Regions from separate parts of the Sus scrofa genome. Here region 2 is linked to region 1. The links are chromatin contacts, called in public promoter capture Hi-C maps. All regions are on one chromosome and are shown on one strand. Each heading gives the region's core, a stretch centred on a gene start, on an enhancer-like site or on the middle of the called end of the contact. The rest is flanking DNA. Distances are from core to core; before and after follow the strand shown.

Region 1 (6,540 bases), core at 1,108-3,607:
CCATCGTGGCACAGTGGTTAACGAATCCGACTAGAAACCATGAGGTTGTATGTTCGATCCCTGCCCTTGCTCAGTGGGTTAAGGATCCAGCATTGCCGTGAGCTGTGGTGTAGGTTGCAGACGCGGCTCGGATCCCGCGTTGCTGTGGCTCTGGCGTAGGCCGGTGGCTACAGCTCCAATTGGACCCCTAGCCTGGGAACCTCCATGTGCCGTGGGAGCAGCCCAAGAAATAGCAAAAAGACAAAAAAAAAAAAAAAAGAATCTGCCAATGTAGGAGTTCCCGTCATGGCTCAGCGGAAACGAATCTGACTAGGATTCATGAGGACACAGGTTCTATCCCTCGCCTTGCTCAGTGGGTTAAGGATCCACTGTGAGCTGTGGTGTAGGTTACAGACTCGATTTGAATCCCAAGTTGCCGTGGCTGTGGTGTAGGCTATCCGATACAGTTCCAATTCAACCCCTAGCCTGGGAACGTCCATGTGCCCTGCGTAAGGACCTAAAAAGACACAAAAAGGAATCTGCCAGTGTGATTTACGTCACTGCTGTGGCGCTGTTTTGATCCCTGGCCCAGGAACTTCCACATGCCTGGGGACAGGGAGGGACACACTGCCCATGGGTTTTTTGATTTTTGTTTTATTTTTGTCTTTTTAGGGCCCCACTCTTGGTGTATGGAAGTTCCCAAGCTAAGGATCAAATTGGAGCTGCAGCTGCCGGCCTACACCACAGCCACAGCAATGCCAGATCCTAGTGGCATTTTCGACCTACACAGCAGCTTGTGGCAACCCTGGATCCTTAATCCACTGAGTGAAGCCAGGGATTGAATGTACATCCTCATGGATACTAAGCAGGTTCTTAACCCACTGAGTCACAATAGGAACTCCCTGCCTGGTTAAATTAATATATGGAAAGCTCTTAAAAATCAAGAAGGAAAAAAAATTTGCAGGAAATAAACAGGAAAAGAAATTCAAAAGGTTTCTGAATATTTTCACTCATAGATTAGGCAAGATTTAAAACTGAAAATACACTTACAGGAAACTGTGATACCATTTGGTTTGCAAAGATTGTGGGAAAACCAGCTGATTAGAACATCAGTAGCACAGCCTCACTGAAGAGCCACTTGACAGTATTTTCTTTCTTTCTTTCTTTCTTTTTTTTGATGGAAGTTACCAGGCTAGGGGTTGAAGCAGAGCTGTAGCTGCTGGACTACACCACACCATAGCAATGCCAGATCCAAGCCACGTCTGTGATCTACAGCACAGCTCATGGCAACATCAGATCCTTAACACGCTGAATAAGGCCAGGGATACAATATCTTTCCAAATTATAATACCCAGGTCCCTTTGCCCAGGCAATTTCACTTCTAGGCATTTATCCTACACAATCTTCCATAATTGGCCAAAGAAATGTGCACTGAAATATTCTTTCTACATATTGTCTGTAGTAGTGAGGAACATTTATTTGTTACTGAATTAAGATATATCCAGAAGGAGACACTATTAACTGCTGCCTCAAGGGATAAAGATGGGTGAGAGTAGTTCCCTTTGTGATTCAGCGATAATGAACCTGACTAGTATCCATGACGACGTGGGTTCCATCCGTGGCATTGCTCAGTGGGTTAGGGATCTGGTGTTGCCACAAGCTGTGGTGTAGGTTACAGATGAGGCTTGGACCTGGTGTTGCTGTGGCTGTGGTGTAGGCCAGCAGCTTCAGCTAGGATTCAACCCCTAGCCTGAGAACTGCCATATGCCACGGATGCAGCCCTGAAAAGACAAAAAAAATTAAGATGGGTGAGAAATTCGCTTTGCCCTAAGCATCTTTTCTACTTGAATTTTCTTATCTTTTTTGTCTTTTTAGGTACACACCCTCAGCATATGGAAGTTCCCAGGCTAGAGGTCGAATTGGTAGTTGCAGCTGCTGGCCTACACCACAGCCACAGCAATGCAGGACGGGAGGCGCCTCCTGTACCTAACACCGTAGCTCACGGCGACACCAGAGCTTTAACCCCCTGAGCATGGCCAGGGATCGAACCCATATTCTCAAGAATACTAGTCGGATTCTTAAGCCACTGAGCCACAATGGGAACTCCCCTATTTAAATTTTCTATGCAAGCTTCCAGTGATTATTTAAAGAAATAGTTTTAAAATATAATCACTGAGTAAATAGATAATTGCAAATTCTCCAAAACCACCAGTTTTTCAGACAAATAAACTGGAGGTCAGAGAGAGGGAGTCTGGCCCCAAATACACAGCAGGCAGTGGTCTCCGTTGGACTTGAACCTGAGTTTCAAGGGTGTGGGTCAACGTCCCCGTTCGACAGGCCCCGCCCCCTCACCGCCAGCCACACCCTGTACCGCCAGGCCCCGCCCCCGCCCTGCTGATCAACCGAGCCAGTTCAGTCCAGCCGGTAGTTAATGCACAACACGGACTCTAGCGCCTGTTCGGGAGCGGACCCAGACTCGGAGCCCCGGACACTGGGACAGGTGACCAGGGGAGGGAGTAGTTCCTACAGCCTGCAGTCGGGCCGGAGATCCCGAAGGTTTTGTTCCGCGCGAGGTCCTTGAGCTTCGCACACTCCTGCGGGAGAGGTTATGGCAATGGCAGCGCCGGGGTTAATAGAGCCAAACCTGGGCTGGGCGGTGACGTAACGGATCATTTGCATAGCGCTCTTCCGGGTTACGCACTCGGCGGAGGGGGTTTATGCAAATGAGGGCGGAGCTGGAGAACGTGCTAGCGGATGGAGAGTTTGGTGCGCCAAGATCCACCTCCTGTCTGTCCTTGCTATTTCACGGTCCTCCATGCGCGTCCTCTTCCGTGTCCACAGGCCGCGCGTCGACCGCCCCCGCCACGCGGGAGCCACGACTCTCCCCGAAGGACCCACTCACCGGCCCGGGGGCGCCCGAGCGGCGCCGCCCGGAAGCCGATGCCCACTCGGGAGCCCCTCCACACCTGCGGCTCCCGGGGAAACCTGCAGACCCACCCGCCTGGCCCTGGTCCCCCGGTGAGTCTGAATGGGAGGCGAGCCCACAGGCTGGACCTAGGCATAAGGATTCATTCCCCCCTGTTTAAGGGATCTCAGCTTCCCGATACCCTCATTAACTCCAAATCGTGATTCCTGCGGCGTCTTCAGCGACCGGTGCCTGGAAGCCTCAAACCCAGCGCGCCTCGCCCTCTGTGCCAGCCCCAGCCCGGAGCACACAGAACAAGGCCCAGGAAGATTGTATTTGAGGATGAGCTGCCCCTGGGCACCAAGAAGTCTATTAGAGCCGTCCCCAAGGAACAAATGCCTAGGCTCCACCCAGTTCCTGACTATGAGCTGTGAGTGTCTCTGCTGTGGTTCCTGATGCCTGGGAACAGGGAAGGAGTACTGAGGTTGGGGAGGGTGGTTGTTTTTTTTGTTGTTGTTTGTTAGTTCGTTTTCTTTTTTAGGGCTGCACCAGCAGCATATGGAAGATCCCAGGCTAGGGGTCAAATCGGAGCTGCAGCTGCCAGCCTACACCACAGGCACAGCAATGCCAGATCCGAGCCGCATCTGCGACCTATGCAGCAGCTTGCAGCTACTCGGGATCCTTAACCCACTGAGCAAGGTCAGGAATGGAACCCATGTCCTCATGGATAGTAGTGATATTACTTTTTTTTTTTTTTTTTTTTTTTTGCTTTTTGGGGACACATGTGTGGCATATGGAAGTTCCCAAGCTAGGGGTGGAATTGGAGCTACAGCTGCTGACCTACATCAGCTACGTGGAATCTGAGCCACCTCAGCAATGCCAGATCCCCAACCCACTGAGCGAGGCCAGGGATCCACCCCTCATCCTCATGGATACTAGTCAGATTCATTTTGCTGTGCCACATCGGGAACTCCCACTAGTCATATTCTTAACCTGCTGAACCTCAGTGGGAACTCTGAGGTTTGGGTTTTGCCAAGTAAATAAGAGTTTACCAAATAGTAAAAAGAGAAAAAGTGCGCTTGGGGCAAAGAATCCGACATGGACAAAGAAAAAAAATTACAAAATCGCACTGAATGGAGAAAAGAGAGATTCTTTACACTCGCACTTTGACTCCCTTCCCACCCTATAGTAAGTACCCATCAGTGAGCAGTGAGACGGATCGAAGCCGCTATGTTGCAGTGTTCCAGGACCAGTACTCAGAGTTCTTGGAGCTCCAGCAGGAGGTGGGCTCTGCCCAGGCAAAGCTCCAGCAGCTGCAGGCCCTGCTGAACTCACTGCCTCCACCCCAAAGCCAGGTCAGCACCCAGGTGGAAAACCCCACGCTATAGCCCTTCCATGTGGCTCAACCTTGGCCTCCAGAAATCCGTTGGGTTCAGATCTCTGGGCCTCTCCTTCAGGCTGGGTGGCACCACAGCACATGGGCCAAGGTCAGCCCTTGAGGTCCACCTTGTCTGTCTGAGCCTGTTTTCCCATCCATCCTTGGGTCCCATGCTCCCTGAGCACCCCCTTTTTCTCCCCTTGCAGAAGGAGGCCCATGTTGCTGCCCGTGTCTGGAGGGAATTTAAGAAGAAGCAGATGGTGAGTCATGCCTCCTGAGTCCTAGAGCCTGGCCTTTGCACACGCCTGTGCACACACACACATACACACTCTCCCTCTTTCTCTCCCCCATGAGGCTGGGACGCTTGTGCCCTGTTTCAAGGAAAGAGAACTGAGGCTCAGAGAGGGAAAGGCAAAGGGTCAAGCAGCTTGAGAGCCACAGGCCAGACTGCCAAAAGGACTTCCCTGGCTCTTGCCCTACTCAGGACCCCAGCTTCCTGGACAAGCAGGCTCGCTGCCACTACCTAAAGGGCAAACTAAGGCACCTGAAGATGCAGATCCAGAAGTTTGATGACCAAGGAGACAGCGAGGGCTCTGTGTACTTCTGAATGTCCTAGCCAAGAGACAGAGAGAAACATGGGGTGGGGCTCGGGGCCCTTCCCTTACTTCTCTGCCCAGCTCCTGGCCTTAGCTCTCGCTGTTGCCCACCCCTGGGGTACGCCTTCCCTGATTTCAAGTGACTCTGCCTTTAAGGCCCAGATCTGATGGCCCGTCCTCCAGGAAGCCCTCCCAGAACCTCCTCTGGGACTCCCAAGGAGACCCCAGATCTCAGCCCGTGAAGCGGGTCCTACCCTCCATCCCAGTGGAATAAACACCTATTAAATACCTACTGTGTACAGCTGCATAAAACTCCTGATTTCACTCTTTGCCACCAAAAAAAATTGTTTTTCCATTTTCTTTTTAATGGCTACACTTGAAGCATCTGGGCCAGGGATTGAACTCTCTCCTCCTCAGCCAGCCGAGCTGCTGCAGTCTGATTCTTCTTTTTTGGCCGTCCCAAGGCATATGGAGTTCCTAGGCCAGGGATCAGATCCGAGCCGCAGTTGCCACCTAAGCCATAGCTGCGGTAATGCCGGATCCTTAACCCACTGTGCCGGGCCAGGGATGGAACCTGCCTCCCAGTGCTCCCAAGACACCAATGATCCCATTTCACAACAGAGGGAACTCCTGCAGTCTGATTCTTAACCCACTGCACCACAGCAGGAACTCCTTTCTTCCATTTTCTAGAGGCTCCAAAAAAGGGATTTGTCCAGGGTCTCTGGGTGGGCTGTGAACCCTAGTCTGTCCAGGAGGTTCCCTCTCCTCCAAGAGGTCAAGTGGCCTTTGAGTGGGAAGCTGAGGGGCTGACCCCAGCATCACCTCCTCTGCCAGGCTTGGGACAGGGGAGCCCCAGGGCAAGAGTTTCCACAGGTCCATAATGGAAGCAAAAGCAGCCAACAACCCTAGTCTTTCTGGGGCAGCGTCCTGAAAAATTCATGGTGTGATGCTGGGGACTGTGTGAGGGGGGCGAACTCAGGTGTCCTGAAGGAAGCTCAACACTAACCCAGTTAAATGGGTCCCTCTGATTGTCTGCGTCTCCTAAAAAATGCAGGCTGAACTGTGATTGACACCAGCTCTGTGCGAGCATATTTCATGCACCAAATCCTGGGGGAGGGTCCCCTGATATCCACCCTATTCTGGGCCCTGGGTAGGATGGGTGGGGAACATGTAGGACCAGATCCCTGCAGGGCCCTATGATGGTGGCCCAGTAGCTACTCTCTTCAAGTTGGAGCTGCAGCTGGGGCCTACGCCACAGCCACAGCAACACCAGATCCCAGCCACATCTTCGACCTATGCCCTAACTTGCTGCAACACCAGATCCTTAACCCACTAAGCGAGGCCAGGGACTGAACCTGCATCCTCATGGATACCAGTCAGGTTCTTAACCTGCTGAGCCGCAACAGGACCTCCGTTGAGTCTTGGTCTCCCAGCAGAGCCATAAGGATCAGAGACAGTCAGGCAGACTGTGGGCAGAAAAGGCAGTGCCAGCACTGGGTCCCAGGTGCCACCCACCTCCCACAGAGGCCTGAGTCCCAAGATCGATCTTCAAGGAACCTGTGTCCTCAAGGAAGAGGAACAGAGCAATAGCAATAACAGAAGGCTAGATAGCAGAGTCCTGACAACCAGGGAGACTCAAGATATCTTCCTGCAAAAGAGGCCATATGGGGAAGGTTTTGTAG
Region 2 (6,540 bases), core at 2,740-5,239, 520 kb before region 1:
ACGGATACAAATTAGGTAATCTATAAGGGTGTTAACCCAAAGTACAATCTACAGATCAGGGCTGGAACACCAGGCAGGAGCTCAGAAACTTCCACAGCAATACAACATGACAGCTGCCTGGCACTGCTGCACCATCCAAGTGCATGATCAGCACGAGGTCTTGCTGAAAACAGTTTAGTCTAGAATTGTCCAACCCACGCGATTAGCCACATATGGCATAGCCTATGTTAACTGCTGGCCCAGCACAGACTGCAAATATCAGAGGGAGGTCCATCCTCAAAATGTCTGCAAAGTAATGCCTGGCAAGGCCCTTCTCTGAGCCTAGGATCACCAAAACAGGTTCTTTTACCATCAACAAATGCTGACTAAAAGCCACTTGTTCCAGGGAGTATCTGAGTTCAGGGGATACAGGGGAATGAGGTGGGTGCCCCTGCCCACAGGAGAACAAATACTAAACAAGTAACCACACACCTCATAATTACCATAACAAGTGCCATAAGAGCTACAATGGGGGACCCTGAGCTGGCATGTGTCAGGAGGGGGGGTGAGGTCAGAAGTAGAAAGTAGAAAGTACTGGAACTTCGACCTTAAATGTGGGCTGGAGTTTACTGCCCTTCTGCTCAAGTGACCTGCGCCTCTAGGTGCCCCAGTTTCCTCCTGTATAAATGGAGATGATGGGGGACTGGGAAGGCCTTAACACAGTGCCCAGAACACAGGAAGCTCTCAACAAATGCACCCACTATGGTATTAGGGGTCAGTCAGGCAGAGGATGGAGTGGGAAGAGCATTATCTCCAGGGGCAGCAGCCAGCACAGAGTCCCAGCCTGAAAGCCTTGCAGGAGCCCCCAGTTGGAGAGAAGCCACCATTCTGACCATCCTTGTCACCAATGCACCCACCACTTCCAAGCCCAGAGGCCCAACCTCCAACCCACCACAGTTCCAATTCAGATCTACAGTCCACAGCCGCTGGGGATGGTACAGTGCCTTCCATGTAGAGGGTAAGCAATCTATACAGCTGCTGAATGAATGCATGAATGAATGAGTGAACTGTGTAGCCGTGAACATGATGGGCCACATCTCTGAACCTCAGTTTCCTGTAAAAGGTGGGGGGGGGGGAATGCTTCTTAGAATGGAGGTGGAGTGAAACACCCAGAGGGAGCACCTAACGAGGCAGCTACTACCCAGCAGGCTGCCAGGGAGGAGAGCTGTCCATCTTCAAATTCACTGCTCCTCAGGGTTCCTACTGTCCTTGTGCAACACTCCATCACAGCACCCACTGCCTTGACTGCAGTGTCACCTCCTCAGAGGGCCTTCCTGCCACACAACCCAGCCGGAGCAGCCACCCCATCACTATCTTCACCTGACACCTTCTCCTTCACTGTCTGTTCTTTGTTTCAGAAGTGTCTGTTCCACCCCATGATAGTGCAACCCAAAGGCAGGAATTTTATTTGTCTTGTGCCCTGCTGGGCCCCCAGCATCCAGCACAGTGGCTGGCACACAGCAGGTGCTCAATAAATGCTTGGAAAACAAATGAATGGATACAACAGGCATGTACAGGTCCCATTAGACTCCAAGTAGTTAAACAAATCAATTCAGCAGGAGGTATAAATTCTAGGGCCTCCATGGGCTGGGCAGATGGAATGACATAAAAATAAGAGGGCTGGGGCTGGGCTGAGGTAGAGGTCACATGCCCTGCTTCAGTGGGGTCCTGCATCTCGACTCCCATTCAATAGGTGCCAAAAGGTCGCCTGAACTCAGTTGTAGAGTGCTCTGATTTTTCTTAAAAATCAGACCTCTGAATTTTTACATGACATCTCCTGATTTACCTGAAAACCAATCTAATTGAAAATTAAACAAACAGGTCCACAGCATGCTGAAAATAATAGCTATTTGTGAGGCTGTTCATTCACTCATTCATTCATTCCTTCATGGTGGGAATCTTCGCACTGCAAGGACACAGAGATGAGCCAAAACAAGCTGGAGCCTCTTCTCTGGAGTGTAAGGTCAAGTGTGAGGGGCGACTTTACCAGATGATAGCACACATAAAGAAAAATTATAACTGTAATAAGTGAGATAAGTGCTGACCTATGCAGGGAGGTCTGGTAGGAGAAAGAAGCGGGTGACAGAAGTGGATAGAAGGAACATCACAAACTCAGGCCCACTACATGCACACGCACATGCGCACACACACACACATACTTAAAAAGAAAACTGGTGCGAAAGAACTGTCTTCGCTGAAATGTACCAATTCCAGAGTTCAGAAAGAAGGCCTTACCTGTGCTCGGTTCTCTCGACTCCTCCCCAAAGCCCTGCGTGTCCTTCTTTTTCCTATAAGGAGAAGCAGACAGCGTCTACTTTCAACAGGACAAAGAAACCGTTTAGTCCCCGGGCCCTGACTCCCAGCTCAGAGGGGAGCTCTAACCTTACCGCTGATTTGCTGTGTGACCTCGCTGTTCAATAATCCTCCCTGCCCCGCCCATCACAGCTATGCCTGCAGCCACGGACGGTGTGGAGAGGGTGGTCCGAAGGTGCCAGATGCGGGGTTGAGGGTACAGGCTAGGGCTAAGAGATTCTTGGGTGATGGGCCTGAGGCTCTCGTGCTTGTGAGCAGAGGGATCTCAGGAGAGTCCGATTTCATGTCGCTGTGGCCTGGAGGGTCACAGGAGGATGGCCCATAATGAAGGCGGGGCCAGAGGGCTGGGACTCGAGGGCAGGGCCCGCGGCGTAGGAAGGGCTCAAGCTCTCGGGGGCGGGGCTACGGGTCCCCCGGATGGAGCTGCGGTCCAACGCGGCCTACTCACAGTTTAAAGTTGAGCACCGCCCCGGCGTTCATCAGCAGCGTCCTGCAGAGGGAGAATACGGTTACATGGGCCGCCCCTCACCCCGTCGGGCCCTCTGGCCCAATCTTCCGGTCCCCCTAATTACCCAAACAGCAGGATGTCCCCGATCATCGTTACGGCCGGAGTGTCCGTCAGAACAGGAAGCGGAAGCCTCTGGGAGGGAGGGGAGAGGAACACGAGCCGACCAATCTCGAAGCAGCTCTGGCAAGGGCTGAGCCAATCAAAGACCAAGGCAGTCAGGGTCCCGCCTGCTGTAGACCAAACCCCCTTCAGAAAGAGAGAGCGCCGCTCCTTGTTGGGGAGGTCCAGAGTGTAACCAAGAAAGGGCGGGGCGGGGTCCTGACGTCTCCCAGGGGCGGAGCCATCTGGGGGCAGACTTGGTTCACCAATTGCGAGCCAGTCGCGCAGGCTTGAGGGACCAGCGCGCTGGAGAACTAGAGCAGCAGCTTCTGTTGTGGGGTTGGGGTCTCGGATGGGGCTTCTGGAGAAACACGGTCCCCTGATCCTTGAACTGCATAGGGGAATGGGTCTTGACAGAGTGGGCTCTCCAGGGCATGGAGGCCCAGATTGATTGGACTCCAAAAGGGCCTCCTCCCGGGCTCCACGGGAGCCGGGATCCCACACTAGACGGGCAGTACCGGGGGCAGGGGTCCCAACTGACCGATTCCCTTGGAAGACGGGGTTCCTTGTGGAGGACAGATGTCATGACTTACAGAGGGCTGAGATCATGACAGCTTTATAGACGACAGGGGTCCTGACTGAAGGGGCCCTTTGGTGCACGGGATTATGGGGTTCACAACTGATCCGGCCCCACGAGGGACGGAGGTCCTCCTGATCTAGGGGCTCCACAGAGACGAGGGTCCTAATCGAGCCCCACGGGAACCGGTCCTTGATGATCCATCCTGCCTGTTGGGCCCTGTGCTGAGCGAATCTCGTCCCCCTACAAAGACAGCTCCCCTGCCCAACTCACACACCACAAGGACCCCTCGAAGCCCACTTCGCTGGGCTGGGGGTCGTGATGGCCGAAGGGACTGACTGTGTGACACTCGACCGACAGGGCTCCGTAGGACAGGATTGTCCCAAGACCCGCTCCGAAGCCAGCGGTAGCCCCTCCTCTCCCGCGGGGGCCGGGTTGGGGGCGGTGCCTGGCGGGCGGGGGCGGGTCCAGCAGCGGGGCGCATTCGCCGGGCCTCGGGCAGCTGGACGCACCCGGCCGGGGGCTGGGGTGCGACCCGTCAGGCGCCATGGAGCTGCTCTCGGCGCTGAGCCTGGGCGAGCTGGCGCTCAGCTTCTCGCGGGTGCCCCTCTTCCCTGTCTTCGACCTTAGCTATTTCATCGTCTCCATTATCTACCTCAAGTATGAGCCAGGTGAGCCTGGGTTGGGGGCTGGAGAGGGCTGGCATTAAAGGGACGGGGGTAAACCCTGGGGGTCTGGAGGAAGAGAAAGGCCTGGATCGTGGAGGGGAGGGGACAGCCCCAGGGCCTGGTTCGGGGGAGCAGGCAGGTGCCGGGATCGTGAGATTCTCCTATTCGGGAGCGGGAAGAGGGTAGGGACTGGAGGGAGGGCAAGGGGAGAAGCCCCTGGGATTGCGGGGCTGGGGGAAGGGAAGCTGATGCAAGCCAGAGGGAAGGAAAGTGATTGTTCAAAGGAGGGGGAGCAGGTACTGGGGAGGAAGCAAGGAGAGAAGGTCTGGGGTCCTGCTGGGTAGGGTCACGTGTGCTTGGGCAAGGGTCGTAGGTCGTGGTGAGGGCACCGGCGGGGGTTGGCGCTCTCGGCCGGGCCAGATGTCCTGGCTGCCCGGAGCCGTGACCTCCCTCCTTGCCCTTGGCGTGAGAAGCCGGAGTGGCAGCTGAGTGTCTATATAAGGGCCGGCTGTGCTGGGGGCTGTGATCAGGCTCAGAGAAAGTGACACCGGTGCCCCCTCCCTGCTGTGGCCATGGAGCCGAAGCTGTGCTAGATCTCCGAGCCCGGCGGGAATTCCTCCAGCTCTGGTCCGGATCCTTTGCACTTACTGAGTAGTACTGGCCCTAGGGCAGGGTGATTTGGGGTCAGCCTCCTCCCACCAGCTGCAGACCCTCAAGGAGAATCGCTGCGCTGGAAGACCCAGCTTCCAGGGTTGTGATGGCAGATGGCCTCCTTAAAAATGCCTTGTATTTTTATACAAGATTCAGGGAGTGGTTTTTTTCCTTTCCTAGTATTTTAATAATTTTAGCACACCAGCAAACTAGAAGGACAACAGGGTTTAGCTTTAGAAAAAAGACCCATTACCCCAAATTTTGTGAACCTCTCCCCTGTTTAAATGTAAATTACCCCTATATTCTCTTCTCAGTGGAAATAGTTTTTCTAAAAAGATGATAAAAATAGACGCTCATATATATTAAAAAAAAATCAAACTGAAAAGCCCAAAGGAAAAAAGAGATGATTACAGTTGACATGGTGGCCACCTTTCCAGACCTCTCTTCTCTGCATGTATACCTCTGTAGTTATGGATGGAAATACATGTCTTATGCAAATAGGACCATACTCTGCCTGCCAAGTGTTTTTTTTTTTTCCATTTTATTTTAGTTCATCCACATGCCAGAGCCTATTTCTTTAAAAGCTCTTCTGGAAAGCAGTTGCTTTGCAAAGCAAAATAAGCTTTATATTGCCTTAGCCTGACACGGGGCTGTATTTCCTACAGATGAATTCCTGGTGGCTCAGGCCAGTCCCCTGGGCAAGTACAGAACCTAATACACATTGGGAAATCTAAAATTGTGGAGGGCAGAAGCCCCATAAAGATGTAGAACACAACTCTCTGGAAGGAAAGAGGTCTCTGGGCTGGCTGGGAGGGTGTGGGAGGGATTGGGACATTCCTGCTGGACTCACAGAGTAAATCATCTGAACTTGAAGTACCAAAGCCTGAAGGTTCCTGAAGGTTGTTCAATGGTTCTGAACCCCAGCTGCACCTTAGAGGCCCCTGGGGGCTCTTAAATCCCCACCTCATCTCTGCTCCAGACCACCTGGATCAGAATATCTAGGATAGGACCCTGGCATGCTCCTGCTTCAAGCTCCCCTCCCCCCAGTGATGCTGTATGCTATCAAGGTTGAGATCCCTTTACCCCATTCAATGTTCAACCCCCTCCTTTCATAACTGGGGGAATCGGAAATAGAGGCTAAACTAATATACATATGCAATGAGTCTGTGGTCCCAAGTAGATGACAGTGTTGGGATTCAAACCCAGGTCTGGAGTTCCCGCTGTGGCGCAACCTGATCTTCGGCATTTTGGGAGCACTGGGCAGGTTCAATCCCCAGCCCAGCACAGTGGATTAAGGATCCAGTGTTGCCACAGCTGTGGCTCAGGTTGCAATTGCGGCTCAGATCTGATCCCTGGCCTGGGAACTACTTATGCCAAGGGGTGGCCAAAAAAGTGGAAAAAAACCCAAAACACCAGGTCTGCTTTATCCCAAGTATCACTACAATTGCTCTGGGGTACATGCCTCCCCTTAGAAAAGGGAGGCATTGGGAGTTCCCGTCCTGGTGCAGTGGTTAATGAATCCAACTAGGAACCATGAGGTTGTGGGTTCAATCCCTGGCCTTGCTCAGTGGGTTAAGGATCCTGCGTTGCCATGAGCTGTGGTGTAGGTTGCAGACGTGGCTCGGATCCTGCATTGCTGCGGCTCTGGCGTAGGTCAATGGCTACAGCTCCAATTCAACCCCTAG

What was found. Promoter capture Hi-C pulls out the DNA fragments that hold promoters and counts their contacts.
Region 2: a contact with region 1 is called in a promoter capture Hi-C map of liver, with 4 times the contacts expected there. The contact joins the promoter of TMEM38A here to the promoter of OCEL1 in region 1. A contact is called at or near these places in 1 of 5 promoter capture datasets (liver), 2 of 47 Hi-C or Micro-C datasets (heart right ventricle and liver) and 1 of 2 datasets of contacts at active chromatin or transcription factors (alveolar macrophages).

Annotation. Positions count from the first base shown.
Region 1 is chr2:60,440,833-60,447,372 of Sscrofa11.1, reverse strand. It overlaps OCEL1 (occludin/ELL domain-containing protein 1), which reads left to right and starts at 2,357. Exons shown (of 6, transcript XM_003123490.4): 1 at 2,357-2,479; 2 at 2,821-2,997; 3 at 3,127-3,314; 4 at 4,074-4,239; 5 at 4,469-4,522; 6 at 4,747-5,170. The coding sequence starts at 2,411. The coding sequence ends at 4,869.
Region 2 is chr2:60,957,976-60,964,515 of Sscrofa11.1, reverse strand. It overlaps TMEM38A (trimeric intracellular cation channel type A), which reads left to right and starts at 3,989. Exons shown (of 6, transcript XM_021083580.1): 1 at 3,989-4,207. The coding sequence starts at 4,084. SMIM7 (small integral membrane protein 7) reads right to left here and starts at 2,984. Exons shown (of 5, transcript NM_001244720.1): 1 at 2,925-2,984; 2 at 2,801-2,842; 3 at 2,275-2,327. The coding sequence starts at 2,950.